Linked DNA regions of Sus scrofa: region 1 is linked to region 2. A link is a contact called in public Hi-C data. All regions are on one chromosome and are shown on one strand. The core of a region is the stretch at or near the end of the contact, and the rest is flanking DNA. Distances in the headings are between cores, read along the strand shown. Region 1 holds the start of CABP5 (calcium-binding protein 5). Region 2 holds the start of BSPH1 (binder of sperm protein homolog 1).

The links. Hi-C and Micro-C count contacts between places; a contact is called where the count stands out from the background.
Region 1: a Hi-C map of epiblast stem cells shows a contact between it and region 2, with 2.6 times the contacts expected there. The contact joins the promoter of CABP5 here to the promoter of BSPH1 in region 2. A contact is called at or near these places in 4 of 47 Hi-C or Micro-C datasets (embryonic fibroblasts, epiblast stem cells and liver).

Annotation. Positions count from the first base shown.
Region 1 is chr6:53,612,934-53,619,676 of Sscrofa11.1, forward strand. CABP5 (calcium-binding protein 5) reads right to left here and starts at 4,949. Exons shown (of 7, transcript XM_013998554.2): 1 at 4,726-4,949; 2 at 3,073-3,103; 3 at 2,436-2,579; 4 at 1,068-1,177. The coding sequence starts at 4,788.
Region 2 is chr6:53,568,319-53,575,345 of Sscrofa11.1, forward strand. It overlaps BSPH1 (binder of sperm protein homolog 1), which reads right to left and starts at 1,964. Exons shown (of 3, transcript XM_021097555.1): 1 at 1,904-1,964; 2 at 30-161. The coding sequence starts at 1,964.

The DNA.
Region 1 (6,743 bases), core at 3,699-6,198, 48 kb after region 2:
GAAGTTCCCAGGCCAGGGAGCGAATCCAAGCCACAGCGGCGACCTACACCACAGCTGCAAACATGCTGGATCCTTAACCCACTGTGCTGGGTGGAGGAGTGAACCAGTGCCACCAGAGCCAAGCCGGGTCACGAGCCCACTGCACCACTGCGGGAACCCTGGATCTCATCCTTTTAAGCATCTCTACAACGGGTGCATTCAACCAGATGCTGTCTTTCCACTCCCTTCTGGGGTCTCACAGTCTTGGATTCCTTCCTCCCATTACAAGCATGAAGGTTCGAGGTTCTAACGTGTTTTGTAGATTGCAGAATCTTTTTTTTTTTTTTTTTTTGCCCACCACTTTTTTGGCATTTTGAGTTCCCAGGCCAGAGATCAGATCCGAGCCACATTTGGGACCCATGCTGCAGCTGTGGCAAGGATTCTTTAAACCGTGGTGCTGGGCTGGGAATGGAACCCACATCCTGGCGCTGTAGAGATACCACCAATCCCATCCTGCCACAGCAGGAACTCCCAAATTGTAGGATCTTTTTTTCTTTTACTTTTTTTGCTTCTTAGGGCCACGCCCGCAGCATATGGAAGTTCCCAGGCTAGGGGCTGAATCAGAGCTATAGCCACTGGCCTACACCACAGCTACAGCAACACCAGATCTGAGCCGCGTTTGCGACCTACACCACGGCTCACGGCAACACCGGATCCTTAACCCACTGAGCGAGGCCAGGGATCAAACCCACATCCTCATGGATCCTAATCGGGTTCATTTCTGCTGTGGCACAACAGGAACTCCTAAACTGTAGGATCTTGATGAGACATGTGTATTCCCTGAGCTTCCGCTTCCTCATAGGCAGTACTGGGGTAAATGATTCCTTTTTCCTCTTGTTACTTGTGAGGACTAAGTTAGATAAAACATGCAGAGGGTCCACTGCAGGTGCTTGAAAGGTGCTATTTTACTTACACCATGGTTAGGAAAACCGTCGGCTTGGGTGGGTTCTGCCCACAGTCGGCACTGGTCACAGACCTCGAGGGTCTCCTCCAAGAACCTCCACGACATCACGAAGCTCTTAACTCACCTCCTTGAAGGCGTCGCGCATCTCCTGGACACCGATCATCCCAGCCGTCTCTGCCAGCAGTTTGGGGGTCATGAGTTCCACAAAGTCGTCGAAGTCCACGCGGCCGCCCACTGAGGACGGAAGAGGCGGATCTAGGGAGGTTCCGAGTCCCCTTGCCCTTCACCTCAGTTCAAGGAATAGACCTGCTCCAACCTCTCGACATTCTAGGAGCATCGTCCTCTCTCCGTGACCCCACGCCCTCTTGTCCCTCTCATCTGAACAGAAGTGGACAGGTGTGGAAGGGCAGACATAACGAACCCTTGGTGTGACCTTGAGACAATCTCGCCCTCTTTTTTTCTTCCCTTTTTTTAGGGCCGCACCTGCAGCATAGGGAAGTTGCTGGGCTAGGGGTCTAATCGGAGCTCTAGCTGCCAGCCTACGCCAGAGCCATAGCGACTTGGGATCCGAGCCGCATCTGCGACCTACACCACAGCTCACGGCAACGCCGAATCCTTAACCCACGGAGCAACGCCAGGGATGGAACCTACATCCTCTCAGACATTATGTCAGGTTCTTAAGCCACTAAGCCACAGTGGGAACTCTGAGGCAGTCTCTTAATTGGCTTTGATCTAGGTGCCCTCATTGGTAGATCTGGAGAAGGGATGGATGAATTAAATGAGCTCCAGATCCCTTCCAGATGTGAAGAGTACATTTCCTTGATAAATGCTGTTTATTCCATCACACTCTCAGAAGCAAGCCTGGCAGCAGTTTTATCCCGGCTTCCATCACAGAATCAGCTCTGGTCTCCACCTAAAAACCCATCCTGTTTGCACCATGATTCATCAACATTAGGCTCCCACTCCAAGTTTGTTTCCAGCATCAAATATAGCTCCAGGAGTTCCCATTATGGCTCAGCAGGTTAAGAACCCAACTCGTATCCATGACTATACTATATATACATGTAGTCTTGCGTTCCACTCATGAATCTTGGCAGTATTAATACCTACATTGAAGACGCATTTGCGAGAGGCTAAGCCTTTACCTATACTAACATCTTTATCCCTTCCTTTCTACAGTTCCACAAAGTGAGGAGTCATGTCACCCTCACTGGGTGGATGGGGAAACAGAGGAGGGGGCTCCTTCCACTTTTCAAAACGACTGCAATTAGTAAATAACAGAACCAGGACCTGAACCCAACTCTCCCTCTGAAAGGCACCCTTTTAAGCACTTCAAATGCTGCCTCCCTAAGTACGTCTGAACCGTCTTCTGCCAGACTTGCAGCCCCTCTTCCCTCCCGTCTCCAACTCTACTCTCAAGGTCTCTATCCTTCCTACTTCCTCCCTCAGCCCTCCCCTCGCCCCAGCCATTCCTCCCACTCCCAGGACTCACAGTTCATGCGGATTTGCTGGCCCAGTTCAATCAGTTCCATCTCCGTGGGCATGTAACCCATCGTCCTCATTAGATTCCCCAAATCCTTACAAGAGATGAACCCATCTCGGTCCTTGTCAAACTCAAGAAATGCTTCCCGGAGCTCTGAAAGTTAAGAGAGAAGAGCTTTGGGGGAACTTGAAACAGTCAATGGGGAAGCACAGCTTCCCTTAAACTATTAATGAAGGACTAACTCAAAAAAGAATACATAAAAAAAAAAAAACACAAGCAAAAACAGAAAGGAGTGATGTATGAAATGCGTTAGCAAGAAGAAGTCCTGAGACCACTAGATGACAGCACTGATGGCCTTCATATTCTTGGGTGAGGTTCTGGGGAACTTCGAAACCACCAGGAGACTAACAATTTTGGCCTCCTCCTAAAACTCCTATGTTGTTCTTGGGTCTCGGAGACACTGGGGGATGGGGACAGCTTCTGAACACTTTGGAAGGCACTGAAGCTGCCACCGAATTGCAGTTGAGCGGGAAGAGAGGGTGACATAAGGTTTTCACATTGAGGGATTTATACTGAGATGCACAAGGGAACAGAGAGGGGTAAGTGGGTGGATGGCAACAGGAGCGCGTTGGAGGGAGAGCGTTACCTTCAATCTCATCTGGTCCCAGCGGTCTTTCCTGGAAAGGAGGGCAGCAGGGAGGGGATTTGGAGAGAGGTGAGGGATTCCGTTCCATTCTCCGAACAAATCTTCTCTGTCCAAGGCGCTCCCCGTCCTTTCCCGGTCCCCCTTCCTCTGTGCTCCACTCTGTCTTGCTCCCATCTGCTGACTCCCATGCCGTGGCTATGCTCTTCCTCATTCCTTCACACATCCTCACCCCCATCCTTGAACCTTAGTCCCTTTCCTGCTGCCCTTCCCAGACAGACAGCCATCTGCTTGTGCTGAAAGGGATCTGGGAGGCCACGGAATTCAGTCCCCGCTTCTCTGGATGAAGAAAGCCAGGCTTTGAATCACAGCCATTTGATCCTGTTTCCGAGTGAGCGCTGACGGTACCAGGCTTCCACAACCATTGCATTTAAACTTCAGAACCACTCCAGGAGGGAGAGCCAAATCTTATTCCCATCTTAAGAGGAGGCCGAGGGACAGAGAGGTTAAGGAAGCTGCCTGAGGTCACCCAGCTCCTAAGTGGCAGATGCCCTCCCAAAGCAGTCACTTGAGGTCATGCAGCCAGTCAGGTGCATTGAGAATGGGTATTTGAATTCAGGGCTCCTGGCTGGGTCAGAATTCTTTCTACTCTATCTCATTGACTCTTTTCCTCTGTGCTTTCTCCTAGGGGCACCCAGGCATGATCGCTGCCAGCATGACCAACTCCTAAAAGCTTTCAGAATTTCCATTCGTGTTGCCACCACCCATGCCTGGACATACCTGCAGGGTCAGGCTTGGGTCCATGGCACTAGGGTCAGGGTTGGGTATATGGCACTCCACCTAGAAAACTCCATCAGCCTCTGGCCTCTTTCACCCTCCTATCTGCCTTTGTCCCGGGAGACCTCTCCCCAGCTTCTCTTTCTTACTCTCCCCTTCCCCTCAAATCTCTCTCTTTCTATCCCTCTCTCGATCTTAAAGACTAACAAAAGCATGCTCATTGGAAGCAGGTAGACCTGGCCCCGCCACATACTAACCATATAAGCTTAAAGCAAGGGACTTCATGATTCAGAGCCTTAGTTTTCCACATCCCTAAAATGGGAATGGAAGTATTATGGACCTTATGAGTCATTCTGAGGATTAAATGACATCAGAAGACAGAGCTCTTTGTACAAGTCTGGGCACACGGCAAAGACTGAATAAGTGGCAGCTACTGTCATCACGACCATCAAAACCATCATCTCCACCCACCGCCACCGCCACCATCCCCACTGCCACCGCCATCCCCATGGGGGTTCAAAGAAAAGGATGATGATAATGATCAACAATGACATCGTTTTATTTTCTATCTCCTTCTTCGTCTTCCATCTTTTGGTCCCAACTTCTGATTTCAGCCTCACCCGTATCACTGACCCACGTGTCCCCACCATGGTCCCTGGAGTTCCTCTCCCATCTCAGCTCATGCTCTTCCCATCTGCTCCCCCTCTCCTGCTGCACCTGCCCTGTCCCTCCTCTTCCCCGCATCCCTGCTCCCTTTGTCCTGCCCCCGACCCTTCCCCACCACCCCCCCACCTCACCCGCTGTTTCTCAGTGATGCCTTTTCTTAAGAAGATGCGCCCCCGACCCTTCCCCATTGCCCCCCCCCCCCCGCAACCTCACCCGCTGTTTCTCAGCGATGCCTTTTCTTAAGAAGATGCAGGCGGGGCCCATGGGAAACTGCATGGAGGGGGCACGACGGCTCACCAGGCGCCGATCGCAGGATGTTTCCCCTCTTTCCCGTCCTCTGTGTTGGCTCGGCCTCCTTCTCTCCACCACGCCTTCACCAGCTCTTCCCACCTCTCCTGACCTCTCCCTCAGTCACCTCGACTCCCTTAGAGCAGTGACAGCTGGGTCGGAATATCTTTCCCAGGATGGGGAGGGATCAGGGTTGTTCCTGCCTCCCCATCTGGCTTGGGGGAGACTGGAGGGGGAGCCAGTGTCAGCCTCTGACCTTTTATCCCCAGAATGGAATCAGAAGGATAGTTTCAAAAAAGGGGATTAGAGCAGAGGGCATCCATTCCTACAACGTTCCGGCAGGCACACTGTGTGATCGGTCTAAGCCCGACCTCCGTGCATGTGCAGATGGAGAGGACATGGCCCCTGGCTTCACGCTAATAAATCAGGAATGAGTGTAAATGAGCAGAATGCAAAAACCGTGGGACACCCTGACTTCAGGGATAGAGGGATGTAGTGGTTAAGAGGGTAGTATTTGCCCTCCCTCTGCTCACCTCTTCCCTTCGTTTCTTCCTGAATAATTCAAGTGGGAGGGGCAAGGCAGGTGTCTACCCTGGCGGGGTTGCTCAGAGCCCAAGGAGGCAACAGGGTGTCTGCACGGGATGTGGAGGGGACTAGAGGCCATCGGTGCGGGGTGCCAAAATTTAACTAGGGGTGCGAAGGGCCTCTCCACGGAGGGGCAGCTGTGCTGGGGTGGGGGGGTGGGGTGAGGGTGAACCCACAGAGGAGCAAGCAGCCTGGGGTGGATACTGGAGCTCGAGCAGAGTGACCAGGGTATTCGCCTGCAGGTATCACATCGCCTGGGGCAGGGTCTGTGCCGTCAGCATTGCGAGGAGGGTGCCCGCTCAGGGAGGCAGTGTGGTGTCGGGTGTTGATGCCACATCATGGCAAGAAAGGCGCCCCCACAGGGGTGGGATGGCCACGGAGAAGGGCGAGTGGTTGGTTACATGTAAGATTATATCAAGGATAAAAGGAATCAGCTTCCTCACTGGTGGAAAAGGTTCCTAATACAGAAAGGGGAAGAGGGAGAGGGAGCTCTCTGGTGCTGGGTTGGAATTGGAGGCACTGGGATACACTCGTGGGTTTCGGTACAGAGAGGGACACACGAATAACCAGCATGCTGGGGGGGAGGGACATCAGAACACATTCTCTAGTTCAGGGGACACAAGCGTGACACCCTTGCAACCCTGTGCCTCAGAGCCCTCATCTGTTCAAGGCGGGTAGTAAACGCACCTCATCAGTGGGGCTGTCACGAGGGTTGCAGGTGAGTGAAGATGTCCCTGCCTGGACCCAGCAGAGGGACAAAGCTGCTTGGGGAGTATGTGCACGGGGCCCAGAGGGGCGTGGGGAGTAAGAGTGGGTCCCCAGGAGCTCCTGTCGTGTCTTAGTGGTTAACGAATTCGATTAGGAACCATGAGGTTGTGGGTTCGATCCCTGGCCTTGCTCAGTGGGTTAAGGATCTGGTGTTGCTGTGAGCTGTGGTATGGGTTGCAGATGAGGCTCCGATCCGGCGTTGCTGTGGCTGTGGCGTAGGCCGGCAGCCACAGCTCTGATTCGACCCCTAGCCTGGGAACCTCCATATGCCACGGGAGCGGCCCAAGAAATGGCAAAAAGACCAAAAAAAGAGTGGGTCCCCAGCCCTGCTTCCCTTAGGAAGACCCAGTTCCAACCTAAGGGAACCACGGGGCTCCTTGCAGGGGTGGACAGTCACTGGGACCCTTGACACATGATTTTTAATGTCTAATCAAATATCTTGCCTTAAGTTTTTGAAGTTGGTATATGTGGATGTACATTAATTTGCCAGTCCTTCAAGGCAGAGCTCTTTTAACTATGAGAAACAGAGATCACAGTGGAATTTAGTTCTTTTTTCTCCCACATCCATCCCACCCCAGGACAAAAGGTCT
Region 2 (7,027 bases), core at 714-3,213:
CAATGTGTGTTCAGAGGCCAGATGCTCACCTTCTTCAGAACAGTACTTCCAATATCCTCGATACGTTCCATTCAAAGAGCACCACTTGTGTTTTGCCTTGAACTTGACGCAGTCATGGAAGAGTCCATCTCTGTAGTAGAATGGAAAGACGCACTTGCCATCTAGAGGAAAGAAAAAAATTCTTCACCCCGTTCTAGGGGTCCGAGAGGAAAGGGCACAAAGCTACGTTCCTGCCTGGAGGGGGTGCCCTTGGAAATCAGAGCCAGAACTCACTGAGTCCCGCGATAGCAGAGCTAAGGGGCCTCTCCTGCTAAATTTGGGGGGGGGGTTGGCCACGCCCATAACATGCGGACGTGTTAGGGGTCCAAGATAGCCTGATATCTGATATCCAGCCAGATAGCCTGACTCTCTGTCTAAAACTATTCTCCTCCATTTTCTCCTGACATGAAATGATGTTTGTTTCTTTTACATTTAAAATTTGATTAAACAGGCATTTATTTTTGTATGTGATACAAGACAGGGGTACACCTGAATTTTCTTCCAAGTAGATATTTAATACAGCATATTGATGGTAAAATAAACCACCTGTAGTTAAACATCCATGCATCGGATACCATATATTAGATTCTAACATATCCTGGGATCCATTCTGTATTCTCTCAAGGTCTTGAAGTTATTGGAGAGGGGGAGTTCCCGTTGTGGCTCAGCGGTAGTGAACCTGACTAGTACACGTGAGGAGGCAGGTTCGATCCCTAGCCTCGCTCAGTAGGTTTAAGGACCTGACGTGGTCGTGAGCTGTGGTGTAGGTCCCAGAGGCAGCTCCGATCCCCGTGTTGCTGTGGCTGTGGTGTAGGCTGGCGGCTACAGCTCCGATGAGACCCCTAGCCTGGGAACTTCCACATGCCACAGGTGCAGCCCTAAAAAGGAAAAAAAGAAAAAAGAAAAGAAAAGAAAGAAAGAAAAGAAAAAGAAATTATTGGGGAGGGAAATAGGGGTAAAATGAACCAGGTCTGGAGCCAGCAAGCAACAGAAAATATTTCTAACTCTTCTCCCCTCTCCCTCTGTCTCCGTCTCCCTCTTCTTCTTCTTCCTCTTTTTTGATTCTTTCTAGGCTGACACTTGGCTATTTATATTACTATATTTGTGGTTTATTTAAATATCTGATAATACAAGGTTTTTTTCTCCACCCCAGCACTATTTTTGCTTATAATGTTCCTAGTTACTACTGGACATTTTTCTATACAATTTTTTTTTTTATTTGGCCATGCTCACAGCAAGCAGAAGTTCCTGAACCAGAGACGGAACTTGCACCATAGCGACTGGAGCCACAGCAGTAACACTGCTGGATCCTTAACCCACTGAGCCACCAGGGAACTCCATTCTCTATGCATTTCAAAATCAGATATTCCATATTAGATGAGCAGACATTGAGAGAGTAGAAACATGCAGTGCCGGTGAAATGTCAGATAGTTTTATCTTTCTCATTTTTCTTTATATGTTTACAAGCTACTTATAATACATTTAAAAAAAAAAGAAAAAAAGAAAAAAGGAGTTCCCGTCATGGTGTAGCAGAAACGAATCTGACTAGGACCCATGAGGTTGTGGGTTCGATCCCTGGCCTCGCTCAATGGGTTAAGGATCTGGTGTTGTGGTGAGCTGTGGTGTAGGTCGCAGATGTGGCTCAGATCCCGCGTTGCTATGGCTGTGGTGTAGGTTGGCAGCTGCAGCTCCAATTAGACCCCTAGCCTGGGAATCTCCATATGCCACAGGCGCAGCCCTAAAAAGACAAAAGACGAAAAAAGAAAGAAGATTTTTTTTTCACCAGAGACACCCCACTGATCTCCGTTTTTACACGATTAAAAGAAAGTGTGCTTTAACAGTGCATGTTTTCTGATCAGCTTACCTTTGACTTCTGGAAGGTGAGTTACACTTTCTGAAAAATAAAATTTGAAGCTGACACTCATTTCACTATACTCATGTCTCCCACCAAGCACATTGCATGATCTATTTTTCTAGGAACGTGCAATGTAAAATAGAATGACAGAAATCAATGCCTATCAATATCTAGTTGGTTCTTACCAGTATAGGGAAAACCTATTGTCTGTTGTATGTCTATCTCTTTTTTTTTTTTTTATTTTAAGACCACACCCACAGCATATGGAAGTTCCCAGTCTAGGGCCTGAATTGGAACTGCAGCTGTTGGCCTACACCAGCCACAGCAACACAGGATCCAAGCCAATTCTGTGACCTACACTACAGCTCACAGCAACGGCAGATCCTTAACCCACTGAGCGAGGCCAGGGATCGAACCACATCCTCAAAGAGACAACATTGGGTCCTTAACCCCCTGAGCCACAGTGGGAACTCCTGTGTGTCAATCTTAAATCCAGCCAGATAGCCTGACTCTCTGTCTAAAACTAGAGGTCTTTACTAGTTTTCCTAGAGACTTTAAGTATACAGTCATAAAATAATTTTGCTTGTTGTATTTTGTAGGCTTACAGGTTATTTCCTTCTGGAAATATCACATATGTTAGAACCACCCCCTCCCAAAATAATGGTCATTAGTAGTGGTTACAAAAGAGACACCTCTGGGCTCTCTCTGGGTTTTAGTTGGCATGGCATTAGGTTAAGGATATTCATTTCAGCGTGGTTAATAACAGTCAAAAAATTAGAAGAAAGGAGTTCCCGTGATGGCTTGGTGGTAACAAACCTGACTAGGATCCATGAGGATGCAGGTTTGATCCCTGGCCTCGCTCAGTGGGTTAAGGATCCGGTGTTGCCTTGAGCTTCAGTGTAGGTCACAGACGTGGCTTGGATCTTGCATTGCTGTGACTGTGGCACAGGCCGGCAGCTGTAGCTCCAATTCGACCCCTAGCCTCGGAACTTCCCTATACCATGGGTGTGGCCCTAAAAAGCCAAAAAAAAAAAAAAATTAGAACACAATCCAAAGACATCCGTCACTAGTGGAATTTTAAAATAAAATACAGGAGTTCCCACTGTGACACAGTGGGTTAAGAATCCAACTGCCATGGTTTGGGTTGCTGCAGAGGTGCAGGTTCAATCCCCCACCCAGTGCAGTGGGTTAAGGATCTGGCATTGCGGCAGCTGTGGCATAGCTCACGGCTGGGGCTTGGATTCAAGCACTGGTTCAGAAACTTCCATATGCCGTGGGTGGGGTCATAAAAGTAAACTAAATCAATAAATTAAGTATAGATTTATAATATCAGATACATTAAGTATGAATGAGCACATAAATAAATCTGGAAAGATTTGTATTTCATTTTTAGGACACAAAAGGAATTTTCTAGTTCATTATGTTCTATAAGTCTCGGTGCAAAAATAAAATCACACTATGAAGTTGCATGCAATGAGACAGCTGACAATATTAACAGTAAAGCTGACAGTAAAATTATGATTTCCCTCCTCTTCTTTTTCCTTTATACATATATAAAGGAAATTATATATTGCTTTTTAGGGCCACACCTGCGGCATATGGAGGTTCCCAGGCTAGGGGTCTAATAGGAGCTGTAGCCACTGGCCTACGCCAGAGCCACAGCAACAGGGGATCCGAGCCGCATCTGCAACCTACACCACAGCCCACGGCAACACCAGATCCTTAACCCACTGAGCAAGGCCAGGAATCGAACCCGCAACCTCATGGTTCCTAGTCAGGATCATTAACTGCTGAGCCACGAAGGGAACTCCCCTAGTTTTTTAATATGGAACATATTTTATCTTATATATAAGGACACAAAATAGTAATTTCTTAAAAAATATGATTTCTTACCAGGAAAAAGAAGTATAGTATTCAATGGCTTCACATTTTATTACATAATTTAAAAGTTTTGATCAACTCACCCATAGTTGGTGGATATTCATCTGAAAGACAAAATTTTAAACAAGTATTCATTTCACTAGATTTAGCTTTTAAAATAAAAATAACATATTTTTACCAAATTCTAATAAGAATAATAATATTTTGAAGGTGCTGCATCAAAATTTCAGTGCTTATTTTCAGTATTGTGATTGTGGGTGATTTCTAATTTTTCCTTTTGCTTTAACTGTAATTTTCCAACTCCTGTTAATGAACAAGAAATAATTAAAGTGATTTTTTAAAATGAAAAAAAATGCAGCAGGCAAAAGTAAGTGATTTACTTTTTCCACACCCTGCTACAAAATAAATCACATAATAGTAGGAAAAACGTATTTTATCATTTCCCCATCCTATTCTGTTTCATTTTATTCTATTTCTTTTTAGTACCATTTGGCAAGCACAATTTGAAGCAAACGTTGGCTTAGCAGAGATCAAACTGCTTTTAGAATCTGTTACATAGGCGATTTTTCATCAGCTTCATATGGTTGCTGTGAAAAGTAAATGAAAACATTAGCCAGGGCTCTGCCTAGTAGCAAGCACTTTGAGCATGGGGACAATTTTATTGCAATGATAAGAATTCCTCTTCCTAAAATAATCATGACTATTTTTCCCCCATCTGATGGAAGACTTATTCAAGTCTGCAATAAATTTTCACAAACCATAGACAAGTTAGACCCATTAAAAACGGGTCCAGAATTCAAGTTTAGGAGATTCGGGTGTCCAGCATCTATTGAAGTTACAAGAAATTTCAAAGAAAGTGCTAAGACATTTCATGCTAAATGGATTGTCTATTGTTTACAGAGCTTCAACTGTTCTTCTCTAAGGTGAGAACAGGCAAGGAGTTCCCTGGTGGCTCAATGTGTTAAGGACCTGGTGTTGCTACTGCTGTGGCATGGGTTTGATCCCTGGCCTGGGAACGTCTACATGCTGTGGATGTGACCAAAAAAAAAGAAGAAGAAAACACAGGTGGGATCTTCATGGGTGTGTCTTTGTCTGAACAGATGACTTGTGAAAAACAACTGTTTTTTGTCTGGGAGCAGGAAACACAACAAAATGGGCCATTTACAAGTCTGAAGGATTCCAATAGGAATAAATATAAATATATATTTATAAATAAATACAAATTGACAGTGTAAAGATGTGGCTTTAAAAAAATGGTCTAGTGTAGGTTGCAGACGCGGCTCGGATCCTGCGTTGCTGTGGCTCTGGCATAGGCTGGCAGCTACAGCTCCGATTAGACCCCTAGCCTGGGAAACTCCATATGCCGCGGGAGCGGCCCAAGAAATAGCAAAAAGACAAAAAAAAAATAAAACATAAAATAAAATTAAATTAAATTAAAAAATGGTCTCTCAAAATCTTTAGCTCAAATCTCAGTTGTCACTGGCTAGCTGTGTGACTTTGGGTATGTGACCCAGCCTCTCTGTGCCTCAGATTCTCTTCTATAAAATGAGGGCAATAATTTTACCGGCCCCAACAGACTGTTACAAAGAACAGATGTATGGGGCATATAGCGTACTTAGACTAGTGCCCAAAACAATGAAAGCACTTAATAGCTTATAGCTGCTATAAGTTACCAACGACATGATAACTATGAAATATCACCATCATTTTATCACTATTGTCTGTCTATAGTAAGATCCAGGCCAGTAGAGAAGACACCTGTATCACAGTCTCACCTGTGCTATAAAACTATAATGTGAGCCTCATTCAGACATCCCTCTCTGCTTAATGCTAGACATTTTTCTGCTGTTCACAGAGGGGAGGGCATGAGACAATTCTTTGGTGTGTGTGGGGACGTTTCCATAACACGAAGCTTTTAAATATTTTTAAAAGAAAACCTAAGAATTATGAAGCGCTCCTAGTAGGAACGCTGGGGCAGCCTCTGTGGAGAATGGTATGGAAGGTGCTTAAAGCATTAAAAATAGAACTATCATATGCTGTTTGTCTTTCCCTTCACGTCCCTCAGTATGGGAATCTCTAGCTACATCCATGTTGCTGCAAATGCCATTCTTTCATTTTTTATGGCTGAATAGTATTCCATTGTGTATATGTCCCCCATCTTCTTAATCCATTCATCTGTTGATGGACATTTAGGTTGTTTCTCTGTCTTGGCTACTGTGACTAGTGCTGCAATAAACAAAGGGATGCCTGTATCTTTTTGAATTATAGTTTTGTCTGGATATGTGGAATCTAAAATAGGGCACCAATGAACCTATCTACGAAACAGAAAGACACACAGACATAGAGAACAGGCTTGTGGTTGCCAAGGAGAAGGGGGGAGGCGGCGGGATGGAAAGGGAGTTTGAGGTTGGGAGATGCAAACAATCACATTTAGAATGCAGAAGCAATACGATCCTGCTGTACAGCACAGGGAAATATACCCAATTTCTTGGGATGGAACATGATGGAAGAGAGTATGAGAAAAATAATGTATATTTATGTGTATGACTGGGTCACTATGCTGCACAGCAGAAATTGACACAACATTAGAAATCAACTATAATAATAATAAAAAAAGAACTACCCTATGCTCCAGCAACCCCACTTCTGGGGATTTATCTGAAAGAATTGAAACCAGGGTCTTGAAGAGATATTTAGACTTCAGGGTTCACTGAAGCATTAATCCTAACAGCCAAGACACGGAAACATCCCGAGTGTCCATGGATGGATGACTCGATGGAGATGTGGTATACGCATACAAAGGAACGTTATTCTGCTTAAAAGCAGAGGAAATCCAGCCACAGGCAACCACATGGACGAACCCGGAGGACAATATGCTAAGTGAAAGGAATCAGACATAAGAATAAAATACACTGCAGGTTCTACTTTATTTTTTTTTAATTAAAAAAATTTTTTGTCCTTTGTAGGGCCACACCTGTGGCACATGGAAGTTCCCAGGCTCGGGCTAAAATCAGAGCTGTAGCTGCCAGCCTACAGCCTACACCACAGCCACAGCAATGCAGGATCCAAGCTGCATCTTCCACCAACACTGCAGTTCACAGCAATGCCAGATCCTTAACCCTTTGATCGAGGCCAGGGATGGGACCCACATCCTCAAGGATACTAGCTGGGTTCCTTACCACTGAGCCACGGCGGGAACTCCCAGGGTTCTACTTTGTAAGAAGGATCTAAAACAATCAAATTCATTCTGTG